Regions from separate parts of the Rattus norvegicus genome. Here region 2 is linked to region 1. A link is a contact called in public Hi-C data. All regions are on one chromosome and are shown on one strand. Each heading gives the region's core, a stretch centred on a gene start, on an enhancer-like site or on the middle of the called end of the contact. The rest is flanking DNA. Distances are from core to core; before and after follow the strand shown. Region 1 holds the start of Large1 (LARGE xylosyl- and glucuronyltransferase 1). Region 2 has its middle 170 kb from the start of Snrpd3l1.

What was found. Hi-C and Micro-C count contacts between places; a contact is called where the count stands out from the background.
Region 2: a contact with region 1 is called in a Hi-C map of the A7r5 cell line, with 4 times the contacts expected there. The contact joins the enhancer-like site here to the promoter of Large1 in region 1. A contact is called at or near these places in 3 of 12 Hi-C or Micro-C datasets (the A7r5 cell line, the Rat2 cell line and frontal cortex).

Annotation. Positions count from the first base shown.
Region 1 is chr19:12,052,021-12,058,484 of GRCr8, forward strand. It overlaps Large1 (LARGE xylosyl- and glucuronyltransferase 1), which reads right to left and starts at 2,687. Exons shown (of 13, transcript NM_001108439.1): 1 at 2,303-2,687.
Region 2 is chr19:12,228,869-12,235,332 of GRCr8, forward strand. No RefSeq gene overlaps it. Among named protein-coding and RNA genes, the nearest start is that of Snrpd3l1, 170 kb to the right of the region's middle. Within about 2 kb of position 2,818, at least 4 of the 93 cell types and tissues checked have an H3K27ac peak or open chromatin away from gene starts, as enhancers often do. A contact at or near this core is called in the A7r5 cell line, where this site is marked.

The DNA of each region.
Region 1 (6,464 bases), core at 1,437-3,936:
TTATATAGTCCGGAAGCACATCCCTACCTCATCACCCAAAAACGAGAGGCTGGGGATGTATTTCAGTAGCAGACAGAGCACTTACCTAGCATGTATGAGGCTCTAGGTTTGACGCTCAGAACTACTGAGGGGCTGAAGGATAGCTACAAGCACCACTAGGGAATTCAAAGTTAGCGGTTTACAGAAGTTCCCAAATGTATAGCCCTCATAGGCTTAAAACACTGTAACCGAGTCTCACCGTCTTTCCCCTTAACACACTGCAGTTAGCCCCCACATCGTCATCCACAAGACATTCTAGACTGAACCAGGCTGACCATCCTGGTTCAACATTTGGAATCCACTCAACCATGCAAGCACAAATTGGGTACCAAAAACTTTAAGACCATGAGCTCTCACAACAAGCCAGGGTCATTTCTAGCATCTGTTCGTGCTCTTTGTGCTTTGGTGGTAGGATAGAAGACTAGTCCCCCCCCACCCCCCAGTGTCCTGTAAGTGGCTGAAGGACGGAGACACTGGGGAAAGCAGACTCTTGCCTTGAGGACAGCTCAGGAACGAAGAACCTAGAAAAACCTTGGTGACCTAGACAAAAGTGTTCTCATAACTTATGAAAGGATAAAAACCTTTGATTTTGTTTCTAAGGCTCGTCTGGTTTCAACTTAAAAGGCAGGGGAATCTATATCCTTTCACGTCAAAATTCCAAGTCCACAATTCAGACCACTCCGTGACGCATTGGGAGCCCCCAACATGCAGGCAGCCTGTGCTCACCCAGACTGGTGGGAATGTCTGTGTTAGAATCCTCCCAGGGGAGTTTGCCTCCTTTTCTCTGGCACATCTGCTAACATCTAAATCCTCATAGCTTCCGGCCTTCTGTGCAGAGATGCTTTCCCTTCGGTCCCCTGTCTTTTCCGGAATTAACAGGCCCCAGCTCGATAAACGTGTGTTCTCCTCAAGCAATTTTCACTAAGGTAAAGCACTCTTTGAAAATACACAAGAGATGTGTGAAACCTTCACGCAACTTTCCTTTCAGTCTTTTTTTTTTTTTTTCTCCCTGCCCCAGTAAGGTCCAAACACACTGGTGAGTAATTCATTCATGTCACCCTATTTGTGAGAAATGAGAAAAGAAACCACCACTTGTTCCTTTCCTAATTTAGATCGTTCCCCAACCTTGAGTCTATCAACGTAGATCCTGAGGTGGGGAGGCAGGAGAGGTAAAGAGGAACCTCAGGTCTCAGGTGCCTGCTTCCACCCATTAAATAAGCACTTTGGGTCCCCCACCTGTGTCAGAAAAGGCATCTGCTTTTAGGTGATGTGTCAGCCCCTCCAATACCCCTCTGTTCCCCTAAACGAAGAGAGTATGAGTTCTGTCTGTCTTGGGACACTTACATAAGACCCAGTAAACTTCCTGTGACATTCACAGAAAATGTAAGCTGCTATTTTGCTCCCTCAGGAAATCATTTTAATGGACTGAGTGGCAAAATTCATGGACTCAGAATTCAGCAGAAACCCACTCCACTGAGGTACAACAGCACTGGAACGGGGGAGGGGGGTATGCATTCCTATTAAACAGGGTCACCTGGGAGACGGACTGATTCTGTAGAAGACAATCTGTTCCTCTCAAGTGACCAGAAGTGCATCGGTTTAATAAATCTCACAACGGCAAAGACACAGCTTGGAGAAAGAACTATCCTTACACAGAGGGAGAATTTCAAGGTGATGAACAGTATAACTTCATGATACACAAACTTTAGAGTCCTCATTCCAACCTCCAGGAGCAATGACATTTACAGGAAGCTCTGATCACTACAAGAAGTTTAGTCTAACAGGACAGTCCAGGTATGTTGATTGGGTCTTCCCCTAACCACTTTATCCTAAAGAGCTTTTTGCAAAATGTGGATGCACACCCCCAAACCGGCCTCTCTTTGACCAATTGGAAAGAAAAGTTCTCTGGGCATCCCATCAGAAAAGGGAGGTGAACATTGCAGAAAGGCAGTAAAGGTCCCGGGTGGGAAAGCAATCTCTCCAGGTGTTACTAAGAACCAGCCCCCTACACTCACACCCCAACTTGCTCCTGCCTACCAATAGCTTGTACACCTATGAGCCTGTCAGGCCCTGAGACAGATCCTGGGGACACCAGAGATTGGGGTTTTCCACCTGCTTTTCTAGGACTCAAAGTCAAGTCAGAAACGGTGTGCCCATCCTCTGTGCACACCGGGTACCAGCCACAGGTTTGGATAACTTGTCCCGCACTGCTCACAAAAGCGTTCCCACGAAGGTTCTCTCATACCTCAGGGCTCTTTCTTACCTTGGCCTTGACTATACCCAGGCAGAGATTCACTCCGAAAGAGCAGAGCAGCGTGGTGCCACTGACGCCTACTAAGTGCAGTGGGTCCGGGTGGAGATCCCAGCTGGCGCTGTTCTAACCCGACCGACGGTGCCAAGCACAGACTTCGGGACAGCCTTGGGCTCCAAATGCCAACAGGAATGGCCCGTCTTGCCGGGACTGAGCACTCTCCCCTCTTTCTCCTCCTCCGGGGCGGCTGCGGAGAGCTGCTCCACGCCAGAAGGACTCTTCCAAGCACCGGGAGCCTCGCATGGGCAAGGGCCTGGGGCCACCCTGAGTTGGGTCAAGGGAACCGGCGCCAGGAAGAAACGCGGAGCTGCTGCCTGCTTCACCTCCCGCGCCCCTGACCGCTTAGCCCCTTCAGGGCAGGGCCTGCTAGCAACCGGCCCGGCCAGGCGTGTGCAGTCGTGCCCCCGGTTCCGGAGAAGCAGCGAGGCAGGGGGCAGCTCAGCCGGGCCGGGAGACCAACGCGGCGAGCGAGCACAGGAACCGGCGGTAGCTGCTTGCAGTGACCCTCCCCCCGGGCCTGCGCCGCCCGCCCGCAGCTCCGCGAGAAGCGGGCGCTGAAGAGGGCCTCGCCCCGGCCTGGGGCGCGGGACCGGGGGCGCGGGGCGGGGATAGGCGCCTCTTGGAAGGTCACGGCCGCCGGGGCGCGGCGAACGGGACGCAGCACGATGGGTGCGGGGAGCCCGGGCGGGCGGCCCCCGCCGCCGCCTCTGAGACGCGCCGGCTTCCCGGAGCGCTCAGGTTTGGAGCCGCGCGTCTGCTGCAGACGCTGTGTGCAGCCTGGAGCCGCGAACAGACGGGCGCGCGATCCCCGCTTCCCGCGCGCGGCCGGGCGGGAACCTCTGTGCGGGGACCGGCGTGGGAGCGCGCTGGCGGGCGCTGGGGTTCGAGCTCCGGGCTAGTCCGGCCGCCGCCGCGAGCCTAGAGCGTCGGGCTCGCTCAGCAGCTGCAGTGACTGTGTGTCTGTGTCATGTCTGTGCAGCTGGGGGGGAGGGGGGAGGACCGCGACTCAGGGCTGGGTTCCGAGCGGGGGCGGAACCGGAGCCCGCCTCGGAGCCCCGCCCCTTTCCCCGTGACAGCACGGACGACCAATGGGGAGCGCCAGAAATGTGCGTCTCTAGTGCCCGCCCTGCCTAGGCTACGCCTACAGCCAAGCACCTCCCTCGGCTGGTTGGCTCCTTGAAACACAGGCGGATGAAACACCCGGAGCCGGGATCCAGGGCCGGGTCGCGTGAAAAGGATGCTAGCTTGAGCTCCCCGCCCTTCTTTCCCTGACTCGGGCTATCCCAGGCTTGGATGAAAGAGGGGGAAGAGAGGCGGCGGGTCGAGTTCACGATTGTTGCTTTGGGGATGCCTGCAGGATGGGTCACCGTGTTACTCCTTTTACAAAATAACGGTTTGGGGGAAGTAGGAAGTTTACCCTGCTTTTCCTTCTGCTGGGGACGCGGCTCTCTCCTAGGTAGACAGGGCAGCGGGAGCTGAGAGGAGGCCCTATTTGAACGGTTTGACAGCATCTTGCTTAGATTCTAGATCCAAGAATTCTATGCAAGACTCTGTCCCCCCTCCCTCGCCCCCAGGGGAAACTACTTTTTTGTGTCCATATGTGCACATGCAGATGCACCTCCTTTCTAATTTTACTCTTGTTCAAAACCCAGCGTTCAACATCCACTGAAGGGACATCTAGCCTCCCGACGTTAAAGAGGAGGGTAGAGATGCCGAGAGTCCGCCCAGGCTGCAGAAGGAGCGTGAAGATTTGGTTACAGTAAAGGGGACGGGATGTCCCTCGGGAAAATACCCCCAAGGAGGCTGAAGCAGAGCCTGAGAGAGAAAGAGGACGCGAGCGGACAGTCTACTCCGACTGGAAGACCGAGCTCCGAAAGCTCGATCCAGCCTCCGGGTTTTTTCCTCAACTGGATCCCATGGCTTCTGGGGTCCCCTTCCCCCTGAGTCCCTACCTCCCCCCAACCGTAGGAGCCACTAGATCTCTGCTTTCCCCTGCGCCTCTCTCCTCGGGCAGCCCACCCACTCTCTTTTAAGGGCCGGGGAGGATGGAGAGAGGAGGAATGCGTTAGTAAAGGCTGCCTAGCTCGGGACTCTGAGCTGACTATCTTACCCGAGGTGGAGCATCTCTCTAATCTTGGATTCGGGGATCCGGCTCCTCTCTGATCTCCGCCCCCACCCCACCCCCACCCCCAGCTCTGGCCTTGGTACTTACACCCTTGGGCCGTCCTCTGACCCGGCGGACACTCTTTCCCCCCACCCTTGGCTTCCATGCTGTCTCTAGAAGCCAGGACCCCTTTCACCACCAGCAGGGGCTCTCCCCCACTTCCCAGCGCTGTTTACCTAATCAGTAGGAGCCTCAGTCGAGGAGGGTGCGAACCGAAGGTAGCGGTTCCTCCGCAAACTCCCTGGCAAAGAAATAGAAAAGAAAAAGGAAAAGGGAAAGAAAAGGTTAGCTTTGGAGCTTCGGTATAGTTAACTGCGATGCTGGGTCCTGATGTCTTATCTCTACCGGAATGAGTCTTACCGTGAACGTTGCAGGGATAGCAGATCGTATCTGGTTTTGATGCCATTATTGTGTCGGAGAAGAACATTATATGATAAAATATTATCTAATATCCTAAAAGCCATTAAAGTGTCAAAGTTTAATGCCAAGCCTTTTAGCTCGATGGCAGTTCAGTTCTTCCTCTGACATACAGCTTTGTTCTAGAACTCCCGGAAAACAAGGAGATCGTTTTATTTGAATTTATTTTATTGGAGAACAGCAGTCCTTCCTACTCTCTTCCTCCTCCCCCACAGCAGCCCCCACCCTGGAACTGGGTAAAGTCGAAGCAGGAATGTGTGCTTTCTTTTTATTTATCGCTTCGCTTCAGTTCATTAAGGGTGTAAAAACGCATTATTACAATACATTAGCATGTTAATAAGGGAAAGGGAAGAGAGTCTTGGAATTTACAAGCAAAGGAGGAAATAAATGAATTAGCATCAGAAATTCAAATATGATGAATGTGGAAAAGAAATGTCTCCATTAGAATGACCCAAAAGTGGGTGGAGCAGAAGCAACGTTCACTGGGGCCAGTGGGGTGCCGTAGTTACTACCGGGTTTCCTGAAGTTGGCTAGCATGTGTCAACAAGCTCACTGAATGTGAAAAAGCTTCTCTCTGCGAACTCAACATTACAATTATACACCAGTGGTGTATGGAATGGGCTAAATGAGGAGATTGTTAGACTGTCATAACCCACAAACAATACTGGTTAATTCCTATCATGGAGGGCTCCTCGTATAAGTTTTTTCCTCTGGAAAACTGTTAAGCTCTAGAATTTCCCAGTCTAAGCAAATGTAAGTCTGTGGTGTGTTAGTGCGTGTGTGTGTTTGTGTGTGTGTGTGTGTGTGTGTGTGTCCGTCCTGAAGTTGGAAGTGATTGCCTAGGAATTATGCCTCTTTGACACAAACCAAGATACAAATGTCATAAAAAAAAAAGATTTTGGCTATGACATCGTTATGAGGAATGCAGAATAAAATACGTAAGGAAATATATCTGTTGTTGCTAAAGAATCCGCGCGGAGTTTGCTGAGAACTGAGAAACAGGATTATCGTATCCTATAAACCAACTGCTATTTATCCTTACACCAACACTGCACCTGCCAGTGAAAAAGCTGTACTCGCCCTGCCTCCCACGCATCCACCATCCCTCCTTCCTCATTTATCCTCTCCTCTCTTTGTTGGGGTCATACAGAATTAATCTTGAGAGACTGGATGTCCTAACATCGCCACTAGGGGGCCCTAAAGGCATCTCAAAATGGAAGACAGAGAAAGCTCCCACCTCCCTGATTTCTGACCTCCTTTGCTGAGTACCTATTGCAACTGGGATCTAAAGACAAGTCAAGAGTGAATATGATATGGAGGCAAATCAGGTCTTTGACGTAGGAGTCAAGAATTTTGTTTCTAGCTTTTCGGACTTCTGACGCCCTCACTCCTCCCACAAAGGAATTTTGCATCCGTTGAGGCTAGCGACTCAAAGTCAACCCAAAACGCCCTTCCTTTACTAGCTAGGCTCGCTCTCCTAAGATTTGGTGACTGTTTTCTGAATATTTGAACGTTCCTCAAGAGCTGGGTAGT
Region 2 (6,464 bases), core at 1,568-4,067, 180 kb after region 1:
GATCCTCCTCCCTTTCTTGCTGTTCCCTTAGCCTCCTTTTTTTTTTTTTTTTTTTTTTTTTTTTTTTGCGCTGAGGACCGAACCCAGGGCCTTGCGCTTGCTAAGCAAGTGCTCCACCACTAAGCTAAATCCCCAACCCCGCCTTAGCCTCCTTCTTACCCCAGGCACAATCATATTATCCAGGTAAATGCAAAAACCTTAATTTGTGAAGTGAAGTTCTTGCCTCAGTCCAACGTCTCCTTTATTCTCATATTTCTGAAGATTAATATTCATTGCTTGATTCATTCATTCAACAAATATCTACAGAACTCAAAACAGTGAAGTTCTATGCTATGTTAGAGAACAAGACAGAAAAATTAGCTTCATAGAATCTACATAACCTATTATATAACAGCCTGCGTTCCCTAAGTCACCATTGTTGACCATTAGGCCAACATGATATAGATTATCTAACAAAAAGTTGATTTTCAGCGCCAGTTTTTGCATTAGGATGGGTTACAGGGCAATCACAATCATGAAATCACAATACAATGCAATTCAACACAACTTTAATTTAGCAACTATCATCTGTCCCACATGGTGATAAGGCAGCTCCCTCTGGACAACCACCTTTGCACTTGTAGAGGCAGAAAGAAAGGCTTGGTGATTAGAACAGTTGTTCTTTCAACTCCTATCTGTGGATGACAGACACTAGATCTGATTTCCTTTCTCTGACTAGAGCAGGTCATAGATTTTATATAACTCTTGGGATCTGGGAGTGTACTTGAGAGAAATTTGTGAAGTGCCTAATGCTGTCTGTAACAAGCATTCTTTTGGTAAGAGCTGGGCATGAATGTTAGAACTCTTCCTTTTAGGGACCATAGGCAAGAATCCCTTAACTCCTTAAGCCTGTGTCAGGGAGGATCTACTTTTACAAAACCTGGAGCCTCAAGCTGCAGTCTGAAGGCCCGGGTTAGGTATGGTCGGATCCCTTCATGGAAGACAAAGCTGAAATGTAATTCATGGATCAGGTTCTAGGCAGAAGGTTATTGTGTACACAATCAACTTGAATTGGTTCACATTGATCTGAACAAATATTATGGATAGTCTAATTTGTTTGAATAATAATTTGGAACTCCTGAACTGTATGATGATCACCTACAGTGTAAAAGGCTCTGAAACACGCAGCAATCTGACCCCTACCCGGATCTCTTTTCTTCTTGCCTATGTCTAATTATGCAGATAGCCATTTCTATGCTGAAACAATTATGACTTGAATTTTTGCACATGCTCTTAATTTGTCTAAAACATCTCCTCTTCAGTGGTCATGAGATATCCTTTATCATTAGAATGTTAGCTTAAATATCAGTATATTTTTAGTTTTTCTTATTTATCATTCTTTCCATATTCATCAGGGCAAGAAATTGTCAGACCTCACTCGGTGGGCCTGACACTTTTTTCCATAAATCCAGGTTTACTCCTTAATTTTTTTTACAAGTGTCTGTGGATTCTTTTTCACTAGATCTGGGAGGTTGTGTTACTGTGCATGAGGCCATCTGGCTTGCAAAACAAAAGAATTCAGTCTAGTTTCCCATAGTAAACGTTTACTGGCCTCTGTCTTGGGGGTGCTCTGTAAAAATCAGTTACATTTTCTTCCTGACACTGCTCTCTGACTGTGTTTTTGGTATGTAACTGATACTTCAAACTTTCCTTCCCCCTGGCATGTCCCCATCAGAAAGGATCTGGCTCCTTGCTACTGCCTGGCTCGCAGATATAATCAGAACATTTAGAAACACTCAGTAAGACATTTTATTTGGATGACTAAATGAGTAGGTATTGTATACACAGTGTGAGCAAATTTTATTGGCTATTCTGGTGAGCCACACAGCCTGCCCAGTGCACAGCCGTGTGGGGAGGAAAGAATGGAGATCACAGGTGGCTGGTGTATTATTCATCATTGTGGTAGAAATGTAAAATGCCTCAGATAGTCTCATGCATTTAAACATTTGGTCTTCAGGAGATAGAGCCTTGCTGGAAAAAGTAGGTCACTTTGGGGTAGACCTTGAGAGGGTTTCCTTTTTTTTTTTTTTTTTTCTTTCTGGAGCTGGGGACCGAACTCAGGGCCTTGCGCTTGCTAGGCAAGTGCTTTACCGCTGAGCTAAATCCCCAAATCCCTTGAGAGGGTTTATAGCTCAGCCCCTACCACCTTTCTGACCAAACAGCCTCTTTCTCCTGATACTTTGTCTTCTCTGCCTACAGACATGTCTTTCCTAGTATGATGGACTGTATCTCCTTGGAATTATAAAGCAAAATAAACTCCTTCTCCCTTACGTTGCTTTTCTTAATGTATTTTGTCCTAGCAACAGACAAATAATTAAGATGTCCACCTTTAGATTTTGTGGCTCAAAATGAATAGCTACTTCTCCATCTATCAATTAAAACATGTCTCGGTCTGCTTTGTACTATAAGAGAAAACCTGAGACTGGGTGTCTAAGAAGATTAGATTGGAGGAAAGAGGCATATTTCTCACTGGTCTGGAGAGTAGAAAGTTCAAGACTGAGTGCCAGCTCCTCACAGACCAGGTTTCACGTCTAGGATGTTGTCTTGAAGCCAGAGGGATGCTGTTTCTCTCAGTGAAAGAACAAAATAAAATCAAGAATGAGAGAGAGTGGAGCCACAGTGAGAGTGAATTCTTTTTTCTATAGATAAGCATCTCTTGAGAGAGTGAACTCATTCCCACATTACCACATAACTGATTTAGTTTGCTCTCAGCAACTCTCATTAGGCTACCTCTCAAATACTGCTGTATTATGATTCACTGTTCAGACATTCAACCATAGCATACCCCAAAGTTTAAAGTGCAAGAAATCAGCCACATAGCCTCGCCTAGGATTCAGTAGTCTGCTAACTGGCAACAGGCTTTGGTAATAACAAGGACCTCAACCTTCCATAATGAATCCATAATTTCAAGATAAAATTAGAGAAGTTAAACTGGTGGAGAGATGGCTCAGTACTTAAAAGCACCAGCTGTTCTTCCAGAGGACCTTGGTTCAATTCCCAGCATCCACATAGTGGCCCACAACCATCTGTAACTCTAGTCCTAGGAGAGCTAATGATCCAACGCCCTCTTCTGTTCTAAGTGGAGACTGCTTGTACATGGTACAAAGACATAAATCCAGGCAAACACACAAAATTAGATAAAAATAGATATAGCATTCTCAAAGAAGTATATTGAACTGACTCGAGCCACATCAATCCACATGATCAGATCCTTCCAAAATAAGTGACCTATGGGAAAACCTTGCCCTAACCTTCCCCTAACATCATAGGCACCGTCAGATAATGTAATACTCTAACATCCCTGAGAGAGGACTGCTTATGCTAGAAGTCCCAACTGCTCATGTAGTATTTACCTGGTGCAAAAGATGTTTTCTAAAAGATGTAACAATTTTGCCTCAAGTTGTACTTTGCTGAGGAAATCGATAACAGTGGCTATCAGGCTCCAAAGGTGCTTTTGAAGAGAAGATGCATGAGGTGAGTGAAGGTTGGTTGGGGAGTAGAAAGAGAACAACTGGGTTGTGCTGGATAGTTGTAATTACTTGCCAGATGTAGAAGAAAGCAGCAGGCACAGGGCCTCTTTCCAGGACTCCCAGTAATGAAATGTATTACTCAGGAACTCTGGGAAAACAAAAAAAGCACAGTTGTCTCCTGCTTATCATCGTTGTCTGTACCCAGCACTCCAGTATTTTCTGCAGGTATCACTTCTGAAATCCCTTCTTCCTCCCACCTCTGTCCCAGAATCACCATAGCACCTCCTGGACCTGTCACCTTCAGCTTACATTTGGACTAGTGCATTTGTTCTGTCAGTTTTTCCTGTCTTTTCTTGCCATAGTAGTTTTAAAGTTTACTCTTTTAACCTCAGCTAGAGTGAACTCTCTTAAAGAAAAAGTAAACATGCTACTATTCTATTTAAAATTTTCTGATATCCTTGCCGTGGCCCGGGAGGCCCACATAATATATATCTGGGAGTAATCACACGCTCTAGATTCAGTGAAACCTTGATTCATGTTTTGAATTTTGATATCCACCTCACCCAGATTCATATGCTGAAATGTAACCCTCAGTGCAAACCTCTCAAGAGGTGAAGTCTTCATGACATGATTATATCATGGCAGCTCCTCATTCAGGATGAGGACTAGTGCCTTATGAAAGGGACATGGGAGGTTTCAGCCAGAAGGTACCATCAGCAAAGAAGGTCCTCCTTGTATACTAGATGAATGGCACCTTAATTTTGAACTTGCCAGCCTACAGAATTGTGAGCAATAAATCTTATAATTTACTCAGTCTGAGGTGTGTGTCTACAGCCACGTCACTCTGGAGTCTGCTCCCCTACCCTCTTCTCAGAGAGATCATCTAACCACTTACTCACAAGACCTCCTACTCAACTGCTTTCTCTTATATTCTTTTGCATTATTTTATTTTACTATTTTCATCGCTCTCTAAAATATGCTATTTCATTACTTCTAAAACTGCTTGTTATATATTTTTCTCTTTAGTTTGATGGTCCCTGTATAATCAAAACACTTAAGAAATAGCTATTGAAGGTCTGAATATTTATTCAAAAATGATAATATTATTGAATAGTTACATGCATGTTGGTCATTCATTCATTTATTTATTCCGTACTGCCCACTTCCAGTAACTGAAATATGACATGGAGACAGGAAGTCGTACTCTGCCTGCAGGTCACTTTGAACTTTGAAGAGGCAGAAATATTTGCTCCTGGTTAGGCAAAGGCTTCAGGCTGATAACAGAGAACAGAGGTGCGAGCGACAATGAAGTCCTGGAGACTGGAGTTAAGAGTATATTCTATGATGAAGCAGACACTTCTCAGAGCATGGAGCTCTTGAGTTGGGTTTTAAAGGATAATTGTGAGATGAATACTGTAAAGGGGACTTGGAAAGATACAGTATCAAGTTTAAAAATCAATTTACCTAAAGTAAAATGATATAGAAAGATTAAGAAATACACACACACACATAATTTCAAGGTGAGACAAGGCAGAGAAGGACGTTCTATGGAGAGAGAAGATAATGTAGAGGATTTAATTTACTCTCCCAGGTGTGCTGATGTGTTTTTTTTTTTGTTGTTGTTGTTGCTTTGTTTTGTTTTGGTTTGTTTCAATCAGTCACACAAACACTGAGTATTCTTAAGTTAAATGTGCCCAGATACTAGAATGGTGGTGACTGAAACAGGCTCCTGGAGAGTTATAGTCAGTGGACAGACTTATGCACATCGAGCCCACTGAGTTGGGGTGTACCTGGTCCTTGTTTTATCTAGAAATTAAGCCTCCTATACTATCAGATTCCAGAGGTTCAGTGCAAAGGCTTAGGAAGTTAACCGAATCCAGATCTGTATATGACCACACTAATGGAATGGGTGATGTGTCCTCCCGGACCAGCCTGGAGTGACTCTGTTCTCACTTAGATCAAGGCTTAGGAGAAAGACGCTGATTGCCTCTTCCTCACGGGGATGAACTGATACACCAACTGTGAATGGCAGAGCGCTCCATAGCAGACAGGAGATGCTCTGGACCTGTATGCTATTGATCCAAATGTGGCACCTATCTGTCCAGCCCTCACTATAATAACCTGAGTATTATATATAGAAACTAGGGGCTGGCGAGATGGCTCAGCGATTAAGAACATTGACTGCTCTTCCAGAGGTCCTGAGTTCAATTCCCAGCAACCACATGGTGGCTCACAATCATCTGTAATGAGATCCAATGCCCTCTTTTGGTGTGTCTGAGGACAGCAACAGTGTACTCATTGTACGTTTATGTGTTTATATTCATAAAATAAATAAATCTTTTTAAAAATAGAAACTAATTTTTCACTCTTTGGGATACTGTGGTGCCAAGGCTCAAGATCCCAGCACTTAAGGAAGGGAGGGAGTGAGAGGCCACAGATATAACTGTGCTCATATGAAGAAACCTCGTCAGGAAGCAAACTTGCCCCAGCAAGTGGTCTTCTGGCTTTGATCTCATTTGCTTTTACACATGAAGGTGGGATAACCACTACAAAGGTGAGTTTCTTAGATTCTTCTTAAATCTCTTTTCAGTGTGTGACACACAGTAGGTGCTTGAGGCAGGGAGTTGTACTGGGGATATTCTAAATTTATCCCCAGTTCTGAAATGTTATGTGTCCTTGAACTTGATAGTACTCTATACTTTAATAAGTGAACGCTGCCAATGCTCAGCCATTTCAGACAAACAGAACATATATTCTAGTTGAGTCACTGTAGGGCGGCTTTGGAGAAGGGAGAAGTATTCTTTTTGGAAGAGTGGAACTCCCTCTCCTCATCAGTGAAATAGGAAAAGAGGAGGTCCTTTACTATTCAACACATCTGAGCTTCTTTTAATACACTCAACTTTTGGAGGCTGTCGAGCTAACTTCAATCTTTCCCCACAGATGTCATTGCTAACC